Regions from separate parts of the Mus musculus genome. Here all the other regions are linked to region 2. The links are chromatin contacts, called in public HiCAR-type and promoter capture Hi-C maps. All regions are on one chromosome and are shown on one strand. The core of a region is the stretch at or near the end of the contact, and the rest is flanking DNA. Distances in the headings are between cores, read along the strand shown.

The links. Promoter capture Hi-C pulls out the DNA fragments that hold promoters and counts their contacts. HiCAR-type assays count read pairs that join an accessible place to other places.
Region 1: a HiCAR-type map of astrocytes shows a contact between it and region 2, with 7 times the contacts expected there. The contact joins the promoter of Wwtr1 here to the promoter of Alg5 in region 2. A contact is called at or near these places in 2 of 115 datasets of contacts at active chromatin or transcription factors (astrocytes and epiblast stem cells).
Region 3: a contact with region 2 is called in a promoter capture Hi-C map of pre-B cells, with 5 times the contacts expected there. The contact joins the promoter of Foxo1 here to the promoter of Alg5 in region 2. A contact is called at or near these places in 2 of 39 promoter capture datasets (liver and pre-B cells).

Annotation. Positions count from the first base shown.
Region 1 is chr3:57,573,962-57,578,121 of GRCm38.p6, reverse strand. It overlaps Wwtr1 (WW domain containing transcription regulator 1), which reads left to right and starts at 2,246. Exons shown (of 7, transcript NM_133784.3): 1 at 2,246-2,521; 2 at 2,865-3,299. The coding sequence starts at 2,869.
Region 2 is chr3:54,733,032-54,737,184 of GRCm38.p6, reverse strand. Alg5 (asparagine-linked glycosylation 5 (dolichyl-phosphate beta-glucosyltransferase)) reads right to left here and starts at 1,646. Exons shown (of 10, transcript NM_025442.3): 1 at 1,536-1,646. The coding sequence starts at 1,601. It overlaps Exosc8 (exosome component 8), which reads left to right and starts at 1,821. Exons shown (of 11, transcript NM_027148.3): 1 at 1,821-2,177; 2 at 2,853-2,889; 3 at 3,019-3,082; 4 at 3,454-3,527. The coding sequence starts at 2,161.
Region 3 is chr3:52,266,798-52,270,894 of GRCm38.p6, reverse strand. Foxo1 (forkhead box O1) reads right to left here and starts at 2,558. Exons shown (of 3, transcript NM_019739.3): 1 at 1,473-2,558. The coding sequence starts at 2,093.

The sequences.
Region 1 (4,160 bases), core at 997-3,496, 2.8 Mb before region 2:
TTAGGATGTTTGATGTTGGAAATGACTGAGTTGCTGACTTGACTTTCATTACAAAAAAAAAAAAATCATTAAATGAAATATTGGCTTGGACCTAGGACAGAACTTCCAATAGTTTCTGAGATGGCCCTAAACATACTTCTGCCATTTTGTACAACACCAGTCTCAGGACTAGCAATTATAAAATAAAAAAGGTGAAAAATGTTGAAGGCACCCTATGTCCTGTAGTATCAAAGAGTCAGGATTAGCCGGGCGTGGTGGAGCACACGTTTAATCCCAGCACTTGGGAGGCAGAGACAGGTGGATCTCTGAGTTTGAGGCCAGCCAGGTCTACAAAGTGAGTTCCAGGACAGCCAAGGCTACACAGAGAAACCCTGCCTCGAAAAACCAAAAAAAAAAAAAAAAAAAAAAAAAAAAAAAAGAAAAAAAAAAAGAGTCAGGGTTTAATTCTGTATATGGGAACCATCACATTTGTTTAGCACTTATTATTACTAGGGAATGATCCCAGGCAAGTGCTCTGCCACTGAACTATAGTCCTAGCCCAAAGCATATCTTATTATCTTTAATGAACGGCAAAATTTTATATATGCCCAGGAATGAATTATTTTAAAATCAATTTATGATTATCAGTAAATGTTTGATTCTTACCTATTTTATACAAATATAGATTAGGGTCAGATAGATAGTTTTTCAGGCAAAAAGGGGTCATGATTGAAAAAGTTCAAGAGGCCTTAGTATAAGACCACTTGCCATTTTGGGAAAAGTCTGTAAGGGACCTGGAGTCACAGCTCATGTATGGGTACTGGGATAGGACACAGCTAATCAAAGATGGTCTCAAAATTAAAAAAAAATGTGTTGGGGGCTCATGTGGGGGCTAGAGTTGGTTCTCTCCTTCTACCATGTAGTGTGTGGGATTCGAACTCAGGTTGTCAGAATTGCCTGAAAGGATCTTTTCCAGCTGAGCCACAGTTTTGTTCTCTCTTCTGTCTTAAAGTAAAAATGATGGAGTGGCTTGCATTTGTCCCTTCACCTTGCTGTTAGGTCACAGTTGTCTTCATTTTCCTGTAGCACTGTCAACTGTGGATTTAATTTTGACTTTTATGTCTCTCTTTAATATGGTGAGGCACAGTGCCTGCATTTGATACAATTCTGCTGACAAACTTCCATGCAGCCTTGGCTAAGCAAAGTGCTTTGCGTGTATTGCCTCATTTAACCTATCTAATAAACTTGTCTATTAGAATCTGTGGGTCGGGTAGGGGCTTTCTGGAATGTAACTTAAAAAGCAGCCACCCTTTCTTGGAGAGAAGGAATAGTTGAGCAGCTGGCAGTGGGAAGGGCAAGGCCTCCTCCCTCTTCCCGGCAGCTGTCTTACCAGGCCAGACCTCCTCTCTCCAAAGGCTGGGGTCTCCACCTCTGGCCCATGTCCAGTCGGGTGGGAGGCTGTGTGGCTTTTTCCGGGTCACTGGCACACCCTCTCTATCCTAGCCACCTGCCCCTGTTCCATTCCAGTTCCAGGCTCCCTAGAGCGACCCAGGGACATTCCAATCCTCCCACTACCCTCGCAAACGCCGCGGGAGGAGGGAAGGGGGCGCAATTGCTTGGCCTTCTAGAACGCAGCTTTGTCTCGGCCTTCTAAGGATTGATGAAAGGCTTGAAAGTTGGTAGTTTACAATCGACTCCTCGGTGAAGCCGCATCTTCAGCAACAGCGGCACTTTTTGGGAAACCGTCTCGCAGACAACTGAAAGCCAAACAGCCAAGTTGTCTCCCCAGCAGACCAAATATGGTCACAAGCGTTAAGCAGCCTTCCGTGGAAAGTCTGGCCTCGCGGGTGTCTCCCTGAGCCAGGGTGCGCCCCGGTCCGACCTCTGGCAGATCCGCGCCCCGTGCCACATTCCGGGTGCTGGGCGCTCCCCTTAAGACGAGGGCAAGCGCTCAGGACAGACTCATTCTGGGCCTTGGACCCTCAACCGAGGGCCCTCCGTTATTCTCCGATTTGGTTTTTGTCCATAACCCCTTGATTTAACAGGCTTGAACCATTTTCTCTTTGATCCCGCCCCAAGTCAGTGGTAAACTCAAAGGAATGCAGATAGGCGCTCGGCGGGAGAGGTCGGAGCGGCGCGGCGGGGCGGGGGCACGGTCTCTCCCGAGCTGCGAAGTGCCCAGCCCACCCCCGCCAGCCGGGCTAGGGTGGGAGGAGGAGGAAGAGGAGGGGCGTGGGGCAGGCTGGCTCCGGCCAGGAGGTCATGCATAATTCAACAGCTCCACTTTCGGCCCGCCTCTTTCCTAAGGGTGGGAGTTTGCTTCAAACTTTGTTTATGGGACAGTCCGGGAGCCGCGGCGGCTGCGCTCGTCTACGTCTTCTCTGTCGCCTCCTCGCGCAGTGGGAGCGCCCGAGGCCGGTTCCGGGGATGTAAGAGGATAAGCCTTCGGCTGCTGGGAATCCGCTCGGGATCTGCCAGCCGGGACCGGGTTCCAGCTCGTCAGTTCGGGAGGCGCCCAGGCTTGGCTTCCCCGAGTCCCCAGGTAGCTCCCGCCGCGCCCCGCACCCTCTGTGGCGTCCGGCTCTTAGACGACCGCAGTCGGGACGCCTGGGGTTGCCGGTGGGGGTATTGGGCAGGGGAAGCTGCGACTGGGTCTGGTGCAGGCACCCCCCCCCCCCTTCCTCCCGCGGCTGCCTGCTCAGGGGAGCTTCTCTGTTGCGGGAAAGTTGCATAATCTCGGAGGCCAGGGGCGCCCCCTCCCCCACCGGCTGGTCCCTGGACCCATACCTAACTGTCTCTAGGTTCTCTCTGTCCTTCCCCGGGACTACCCCCTCCTCCTCTGACTTGCACCAAAAGGCTGATCTGATCTTTCTTTTTTCTTGTAGAAAGATGAATCCGTCCTCGGTGCCCCATCCGCTCCCGCCGCCAGGGCAGCAAGTCATCCACGTCACGCAGGACCTGGACACCGACCTCGAAGCCCTCTTCAACTCTGTCATGAACCCCAAGCCCAGCTCATGGCGGAAAAAGATCCTCCCGGAGTCCTTCTTTAAGGAGCCCGATTCCGGCTCGCACTCGCGCCAATCCAGCACAGACTCATCAGGCGGCCACCCGGGGCCTCGACTAGCTGGCGGCGCGCAGCACGTCCGCTCGCACTCGTCGCCCGCATCCCTGCAGCTGGGCACCGGTGCGGGAGCCGCTGGAGGCCCTGCACAGCAGCATGCACATCTCCGCCAGCAGTCCTATGACGTGACCGACGAGCTGCCGTTGCCCCCCGGGTGGGAGATGACCTTCACGGCCACTGGCCAGAGATACTTCCTTAAGTAAGTCTGCCGGCAGTCAAGAGGGGCAAAGTTGTGATGCCCTGGACGCTCGTGTGTTCGTGGCGTGTGTGTGTGTGTGTGTGTGTGTGTGTGTGTGTGTGTGAAAGAGAGACAGAGACAGAGAGAGAGAGACAGAGAGAGACTGAGAGACTGACTCTTCCAAGGTGCTTCAGAGATCTGCTAAGATAAAAAAGTAGGGGATGAATCTCTGGGAGTTGTACTTGACTAGAACAGAGAACGTTTCATGAAGTGGAAACTGCTTAAGCCCTAAGAGATCCAGGCCATTGGAAAACTTAAACTTGGGGAAAGGAATTTTGAGCGACTTTGGCCTAAATCTGGGTCTTAGGCCCTTAGCGCCTTCACTTAAGTTAGCTAGCTCACAGCCAGGTGAGTAGGTGGTCTGGGTTCTTCAGTCACTCAGGAAAAGCAAACCGGAAAAGAACACAGTGCCTGGTGGGCTTTACCTCTCCCAGCTGATGACGTAATGACCACACAGCACAGTAATGTAATTACCAACCGCACTGTAAAGTAGTTATGGGCTGGACCAACAAATTGTGTGGAAATTGGGTCAGGAGTCTTATGTTACACTTGGTAACCTAAAATACCGTCACGGCAGGGCAGTAGTGTGCGTTGTCATCCTTCATGCCCTATCTGCCTAGCTTTTTGAGGTTGTGAATTTTACATTAGATCCAGCTTTTTGAATTAGATCGAACAGAGAAATGTATTCTCAATTGCTAGAGGGAGTTCTTGAGGGAAAGCCGGGGCTGGCACTTGAATTGTTATCAGAACCAGTGAGGTCATAGGGGTCAGGTTAGAAAAGGCCTCCGAAGAAGTTGTGGCTGAGCCATTGGTGTAGAATCA
Region 2 (4,153 bases), core at 397-2,896:
TGAACTTAATTAAATCTCAAGATCCTACAAGAAATGTGGAGGGCAAGTTAAAGATGCTTAGGAAGGCGTCTGTGAAATCCATACTGGCGCCAGGTGTGGTGGTGTGCACCTTTAATCCCAGCACTTGGAAGGCAGAGGCAGGCAAATTTCTGAGTTCGAGGCCAGCTTGGTCTACAGAGTGAGTTCCAGGACAGCCAGGGCTACACAGAGAAACCCTATCTCGAAAAAAAACCAAAACCAAAACCAAAAAAAAAATCCACACTGGCAAACTCCATACTGGCAAACTCCGAGTATTTAAATTGACAGGGTATTTGGAAACACAGAAATAACAGGTTTTAAAGACGGTTGGAATTAACTTATTACAGTAAAGTTTTAGAAGGAAGTCCTTATAGAAATAAATGCAGATGATTTAGAGATGAAATGTTATTTGGAATTGTTTTAAATTTATTTTCAAAAGTGGGCGGAGGCCGAGCATGGTGGCGCACGCCTTTAATCCCAGCACTCGGGAGGCAGGCGGATTTCTGAGTTCGAGGCCAGCCTGGTCTACAAAGTGAGTTCCAGGATAGCCAGAGTTATACAGAGAAACCCTGTCTCAAAAAAAAAAAAAAAAAAAAAAAAAAAAAGTGGGCGGAGAGAAAGAATGCCAACAGGCAGATGGAAAGTAGGCTTCAAGATGCAACGCACTGCACACCAAGTGCAACATGCTTGCAGTAAAATAAAGGGTACCTCTACTCGTTCAAGCCAGTGGGATCTAGTACAGTCCACACAGCCTCATCGTGCACACACAGTCAGCTAAGTCTGTATAAAGGATTCAAAGTAAAGTGGCCACAACCCGGAACGTGGCCAACAAAGTTCAGATTTGTTCCAAGCCTTTAAAGAAGGCATTTTAGTGAGAGAGGGCGCCTGGCTTCACCGGACACACAGCGACAGTCATCTGGCTACACCACTCCAAGACTGTGCATGTGCACATGTACATTGGCTAGGTGGCAGAGGCCTTTCTGGCCACCTGTCTCAATACAGGCAAGCTTTTCAGAATCTGCTTTCTGAATGAGTTACAGGCTCCTTTTCAAACTATGTGGCAGAGTTTAGTTGGCAAATATGTCCTCTTCTACATAATCAGAAGGGGTCTGCCACGTTTCTACAGGAATGGCAAAGAAAACGCTAAGGTGCCTGATTCTCAAGCAAAAAAACCCAAAACAAAACAAAAAGACCCCTGGCCAAAATGAATAGAACGCCGTCTGGGCCTATCTTTTGCTGACCCATCGTCCCTAGCCTTATGGATCGGCCGCTCTTTCCAGCTGCAGTGCATATGGGAGCCCCAGGAAGAAGACTGGGGAGTGGCGTGGAGGGGTGACAGGCGGGGGTTCAGAAGCAGGAGCCCCGAAAAGCTGGGCGGAGGCTCTGGGCACTCAAATAGGGTTCCAAAGGGGAACAAAGGTTCAAAGGATTTCAGGGAATCTGAGGCCAAGGGAGCCAAGCACGCGAGGGAAGCGCGGAAGGGACACCCGGAGCACCGGACTCCACCACGGTCTCACCAGAATGAGCGCGGCAGCCGCCAGCGCCACGCCGAGCCCCAGCAGCTGCAGTAGCAGCGTAGCCATCCCGCAGCTCCACACTTGCGGAAGCGCGGTGCGGCGCCGCGCCCCGCCCCAGCCGGCCCCGCAGGAGAGGCCGGCCTAGCCCTCGCCCGCCGCCCGCAGCGCCCCCGCCTGGCCGTGCCCCGCCACGGCAGGAAAGCCGAGGCCTCCCCGCAGCGCCCCCGCGCGGCTCCGCCGAGGACTGCAGGCCGGTCACCGAGTGCGGCAAGTCAAAGCCCTGGACCTGTGCACTGGCTTCACCCCTCGCGCCGTGCAGAGCAGCCATCTAAGGATGCCCGGCGCCGTGGAGGGTTTTAGGGTCACCCCCTTTTCATCTCGTGCGCCTGCGTGTGTGTGGGAGTGTGTTCGTGCACAAGCGCGCGGGCCCGTGGGACCCCGCGAGATTGGCGACTAGCGGGACGCTCGGGGTGGCCGGAGCTGGCGTTAATGCCTCGGGCGCAGGAACACGGTAGCTGCACTTCCCTAACCCAGGATCCCTCCGAGTGCCCTGGGCTGGAGGCACGCCTGGCGACCGGAGGGCGCAGGCGCGGAGGGCTGCGCAGGCGCAGAGCGGGCCGGAAAAATGGCGGCTGGGTTCAAGTGAGTGGCGGCGCGCGCAAAGAGGGCCCGGGTGCGGGTGTGGCGCGCGGCGGCGGGTGGGGGCCCCCCCGAGGACTCGCGGGGCCGCGGGAGGGCTCTGCCCACTCGAGGCGCTGAGGGACACTGCATCCAGGACGGCCCGGACCTCTTAGCCGAGGGCCACGCCGCTCTCCACGCAGGGCCGCCCTCGGAAGGGACTGGGAAAGCGTTGGGCGCGCTCTGGTTAAACCCGGAGCCGCCCACGCGTGCAGCCTGCAAACTCGCGTCTGCGGTGCGTGCACCGTACCTACCTGCAGTCACTTGTGGCCGCGGGTCGGCGAGGAGGCCAAACGTATGTACAATACACTCTTCCGTGGTAAAGTTGTGGATGCTGGCGAGTGTGGTTTATAACGGCGCGAAGTCACGCTAAGGTCCCTGCTTCAGAGCACGAGTGATGTGACTGACACCCAGGTTGACCCTCTTCTGGGTGTGCCAAGGGCCTCTGTTCCTCCTGACTATGGCACAGTTAAGGTCACCGCTGGAAACCGGTTGCTGCTGTGTGGCTTTTATAAATACGGGCCACACAGTTTCAAACGCCTGAGCCTGTCGAGATCACGCCTCAGACACCACACTCTCAAGTTCTGGGTTTCTGCTTTAGGACGCACTGACTGAGACACGTTTTAAACATTGTTTCAGAACTGTGGAGCCGCTGGAGTATTACAGGAGATTTCTGGTGAGTGAAGGTGGTTTTGTACGTTAGAGCTGTGGGTAAAAACACCAAGCTTCGGTTCATTTAAATGAATGAGGCTTAATGCTGCGTACCCGAAATACATCTATGACCCGTTTCCTTATAAACATTTAGAAGGAAAACTGCCGTCCTGATGGAAGAGAACTTGGTGAATTCAGAGCCACAACTGTCAACATAGGTGAAGATAAACTTCCTTTTAGTTGGGTGGGACATCCTTGGTGTCACGTAGTTTTTCAGCCAGCTCTACTATGTCTAACGCAATCGGGTGATGTTAAGAGATTTTTATCATCACACCAACCTTGTAGTTGATCTAAACTTTAGTTCAAATTGGGAGACCGAAGAAAAAGATGAAAAAACGTTAAGTAGTAATATCATTTTCAAGTCACTGACCTGAACCGGTCAAAAGTTTCAGGGGGTGGGTGGGTGGGGGTGGGGGGAGTTTCAGAGGCAAACAAAAAGATTTAAACTACTTTGTAGGAAACTTTGTGGTTATTTTCTTTTTTTTTTTCTTTTTAAAATTTTTTATGAATACCAAGTTTACCTTTCCAGGTTCAATCAGTACAGCGGATGGCTCTGCTCTCGTGAAGCTGGGGAATACCACGGTCATTTGTGGCGTTAAAGCAGTAGGTTTCCTGTATGCCTGTAATGTCTGAATTCCAAGTTAACTGCATGCTTATGAGGTTGTACTTGATCAGGGGCTGGTATTTGGAATGATATTCCCCAAGGTTGGTTTTTGTTTTTTTGTTTTTTACATGTGAGCATCATTAACGCTTTACAAGGTGAGTCCTCAGCACGTCACACGTTAGGGTTTCAGCAATATCGGTTTTGAAATCGACTGTTACAGTGACACCTTTAGCCATCGATAGCTTTTGTTCGTCGTAGGAATAGTAACTGTCTGCTGAGCTTTTTAGATGCTCTACTGTTACCAATCTCTGTAAGTAGAAGGTAGGCAGAGTCTACTGACAGAACCTGTGCTTTCTCACGTTTCACTGAGCAGCTTTCCTCGTTTAGGTCTGTGGTCAAGCTGAAGTAATAACTGTCAGACCACATACTGCTTGCCAGGATTATACCTGGGACTTAGTGGCACTGTCTCACTTGGGCCCTCAGGAGTAGGCAGGTACTGTTTATCTGTCCCTGTGTCAGCAGAGGAACTTGAGAGATAAGTAACTTTCCCCAGCTCTTGCAGTCTCTTGTGTGGATCTATAGCTGCACTGGGCTCTTATTGCTATATACCTCGCTTCTAGCCACT
Region 3 (4,097 bases), core at 1,309-3,808, 2.5 Mb after region 2:
ATGTATCTTTAAAACTCACTGTGGGAAAAATAAAACCACCCCTCTGGCTCTTTCTGCAAGAACTTTCGTCTGAGGTGAGTAAGTTGACCTTTTAGAGACTTTAACCACAGGGATGACAGAGTATGTGAAACCACCTTGCTATTACAATCATGCCGTGAAGGCTAATCTCTGCTCTGCTGCACAGCCAAGGCCAGGAGGGGGAAAAAACTGGATATTCTTAAGACATATGTCCCACCTGTGATTCTGAGAAACTGTCAGCCACAGGTGGCCACACCTCGAGAGGGACTTCTAGGTAAGATTCTCTCCTCCCCAAAGGCCCCAGCCCTTATACCACCCCAACCTCCACTGGTAGGGATGCCACAGTCCACACTGAGTCACCTGTCCTCTCCCTCCCACCGGAAAGGTAAACAAAGGCCTTAAACACCTAATTTATAAGTCTCCAATCCTCCTTCGAGGCAAAAAGGTCTTCCGTAATTCCCCAAGTGAGCACTTAAGACTTCCACCAAATACTCACTTCAGGGCTCCCAGACTTGCCCGGTCGTGGGTAGCTGCATGCTTTACGGTAAATCACTCCCCAACACTCACGCATAATCTGGTCACACACAGCAGCCTCTCGGCTTTCAATTAAATGCATACCTCCCCAAGCCAGCCCAACTGTGGAAGCCTTTCTCTGAGTGCAAAAAGTGTGGCCTCCCAGCCTGGAGGCACTGGCCCTTTAAAGGTTCTAGCTTCCTGTACACCCGGTCCCTCCCTCCTCGCCTGCTCCCGCCCCGGCCAAGGGTCACACTTGAACTTTAGATTGCCCAGAGCCTAAAAGCCTTGGCCACCCACTTGCGCGCGTCCGAAACCGTACCCAGTGAGTGGGAACGCTCGACCACCTGCTCAGTGCCCAGGCCACTTTGGTTAAAACCAAATTTGCCCCGGCCTCCGCAACTTTCTGCAACCGCTGGCCCGCACACGGCTCAGCCAGCTGCGCGTTTGGCTATCCCAAAAGCTGCGGGAGCCCCGCGCCTGCGTGCGCGCGCGTGGGGGTGGGGGATGTCTCCAGTGCGCCCCGCACCTCCGCGGTCGGGTCCCGGGGAAACCTTGGCGGCCGAGGGTCGGGAGAGTGGGTGCGCGTGTGGGTGGAGGAGTCGCCCGACCCCCTCGCAGGAGGTCTGGAGTGTCAAATGGAGAGGGACCTTGGAAGCGAACCCCTCGCTCCAACAACTAAGCTAACTTTCACGCCTGCTCTGCCATTTCACTTAAGTTCCCAAACGAGCCCTGCCCGGGTCTCTCTAGAAGTCCCTCGCCTGCACCTGGTCCAAATTTGGCTCTGGGTCTCCGGGAAGCCCCCGCCACACCTGCCATTTCTCGCCCCGCTCTCTCCGTGCGCCCATCATTTCCGGGCCCCGAACACCCACACTGCCGACCCTCCGCCGGCCCCAACACATCCCCACCCCACCCCCCAGGGCCGCCCAGAGGCCGTTCACCTTCCAGCCCGCCGAGCTGTTGCTGTCGCCCTTATCCTTGAAGTAGGGCACGCTCTTCACCATCCACTCGTAGATCTGCGACAGGGTGAGCCTCTTCTCGGCTGAGCTCTCGATGGCCTTGGTGATGAGGTCGGCGTACGACAGGTTGCCCCACGCGTTGCGGCGCGACGAGCTGGTCTTGCGCGGCTGTCCCGCGAGTGGCCCCGCGGCGGCGGCAGCGGAGGGAGGCACGGGTGGGGGCTGCGACAGCGGCCCGGTCGGTGGGGGCTGTGGCGGCGCTGGGTGCACGCAGCCCGCCTCGGGGCCCTGGAAGTCCCCGCACAGGCCCCTGCTGGCCGCAGCCGCCGCCGCCACGGCCACGCAGCCTGGCGCCCGCGCGAAGTCCTCACTCTCCTCCAGCAGGCTCAGGTTGCTCATAAAGTCGGTGCTGACAGCGGACGCCGAGGCCAGGCTCGCCGCGGCGTCGGGGTTGGCGGCCGCGCCGCCCGACGGCGCCGGACTGGAGGTGGTCGAGTTGGACTGGTTAAACTCCGGCCTGGGCAGCGGCCAGGTACAGGAGCGCTGCCGGGGCAGCGGCTCGAAGTCCGGGTCGGTCTCCACCACCTGGGGCGCTTCGGCCATGGTGCCCCCGCCCCTCCCCCACCAGCAGAGAAGTACCGGGAGACGCGGCCACCGGGGGCGCGGAGCGGGCGACCCGAGTGTCGCTCCGAGATTGGGGGGCCGCGGACGGCGGACGCACGCCGGAGTCAGGCGCGGCGGGGCGCAGCGGACGGACGCGCCCAGAACTTAACTTCGCTGGGTCACCGGTGTCTAAGGAGCCTCCGAGTTCGTGCCTAGGACGGGGCACCGACCAGGCCGCGGAGCCCGGCAGCTCGGGCACCGCGCTCCCGCTGACAAGGGCCGCGGACGCCAAGGCAGACGGGCGGACGCTGCGGGCCGCTCTAGCTCTCCGCGGCCGCGCGACAGCGGCGCTGCTGCCTGTTGAATGTGGCGGCGGCGGGGACTGAAGCGACTCCGCAGACTCCCGTCTTACGGGATCTGCAGCGGGCTCCCCGCCCGCGGCGGCGCGCGCGCCGCCCCGCCCCTGACTGACAGGCTGCGCGGCCAATGGACGCGCGAAGTCTCCGCCGAAGCAGCCAATGAACGCGGGCCTGGGCGGGCGCTGCCTTCCCTCGGGAGGCGGCAGTAGGTTGGTGGGGGGCGGTGGGGTATTTTTCTTTCTCACACACTTTTTTTTTTTTTTCCAATCTCCGTTATTATTTTCTGTAATTCTCAAGTGTTTCTGAGTCTCTGGCGTCTCAGCGATCGGATTGCTAGGAGGCAAACCGGCGTGGAGGCGGCTACCATACTTTTGTTTACTACAGAGTGCAATCGAGTACTCCAGGCAGAGCCCAGACCCTGACTCCCGGGATGGCGCGGGGCCGCTGCGCGCTCCCGGACGCGACGTGGGCGGTGGGGCGCCTCGTGGATTCCACTCAAGCCCGCTCCGCCCACGCGTCTTCGCGCAGCTCTCGGGAAGTCGGTGGGGTTTGTTTTGGAGGAATGTTTTCTTAAGCTGGCATCTGCCCTGGCCGCCCCAGGCGCGCAGATCCTTCGGTGAAGACCCGTCGCTCTGCGGCTCCGGAGTAACCGCTTCCCACCCTACCTGTGCACACCTGCAAGACGAGCCTCTGCGGCTCGGTCCAGCCCCCAGCCTCCACTCATCCTGAACCCCAGAGAGGTGCGGCGCGGGGAGAACACTGTTGCACAAGCACCTAGCTCCAGTAGCGCCTCAGATCCGACGTCTTCTATGGGAACCGCTTTTCTGCCACGGGAATCTCACTTTTTCCTGAGGACCGGTGTGGTGGCTAAAGAGTCAGAGGAGCGCTTAGAGACAACTTTGTCACTTTATTACCCCTAATTAAGTTTAACTGCTTGCTTATTTCTTTTTTATTTAGCATGGAAGCGATGAGGTGTTGAAGTCGCAAAAGGAGATAAGCCCCAAGTGTTGGGGCACAGCTCCGCCCCTCAGTTCTTTAAACTCACAGAGTGAGCTCCCAGACCCGCGTATCTAACACACGTCCGGCGGAGCCAAAGGTAGAAAGACAGTGGTTCTTTTTGCCTTACAGAATAGAAGAAAATGTTCCCTCGCTTGATCCTCTGATTTGCTTTCTTTTTTAAAAAAAAAGAAATATGGGTGGCATTTTCTTTTATTGGCTAGGATGCTTTAGAATTGAAGATGCATATTAGGGCTTTAAATATGTCCAAAAACGCAGCTCCAAATGTCTTGTTGCGGTTGTACTTCGCTCTTCTTTCTTACGTGGAGTTTTTCTATGTAAAATGAGACTCCAAAAGAAAACCAGCCTTCTTACTCCTTCCACTTTGTCTCTAACGTCTCGCTAATCCAGGCCCCTATTCCCCTATTCATAATCCCTTTTTCTGAAACGGCTGCCTACTGATAAAAGTTTTGAGTGGCGATCCTGAACCAGAGGTGCCGAGGACAGTTTGGTTAACTGTCTCTTCACCTTGACTACAAAATTTGGCTTTGACAACCGCTGGGAGACTCGAGTAAATGGATGAGCCTAAGCAGGACCACAAAGAACAACCCTCTGGTGCTCCTTTGTAATCACACTCTGCCGAGGTGGG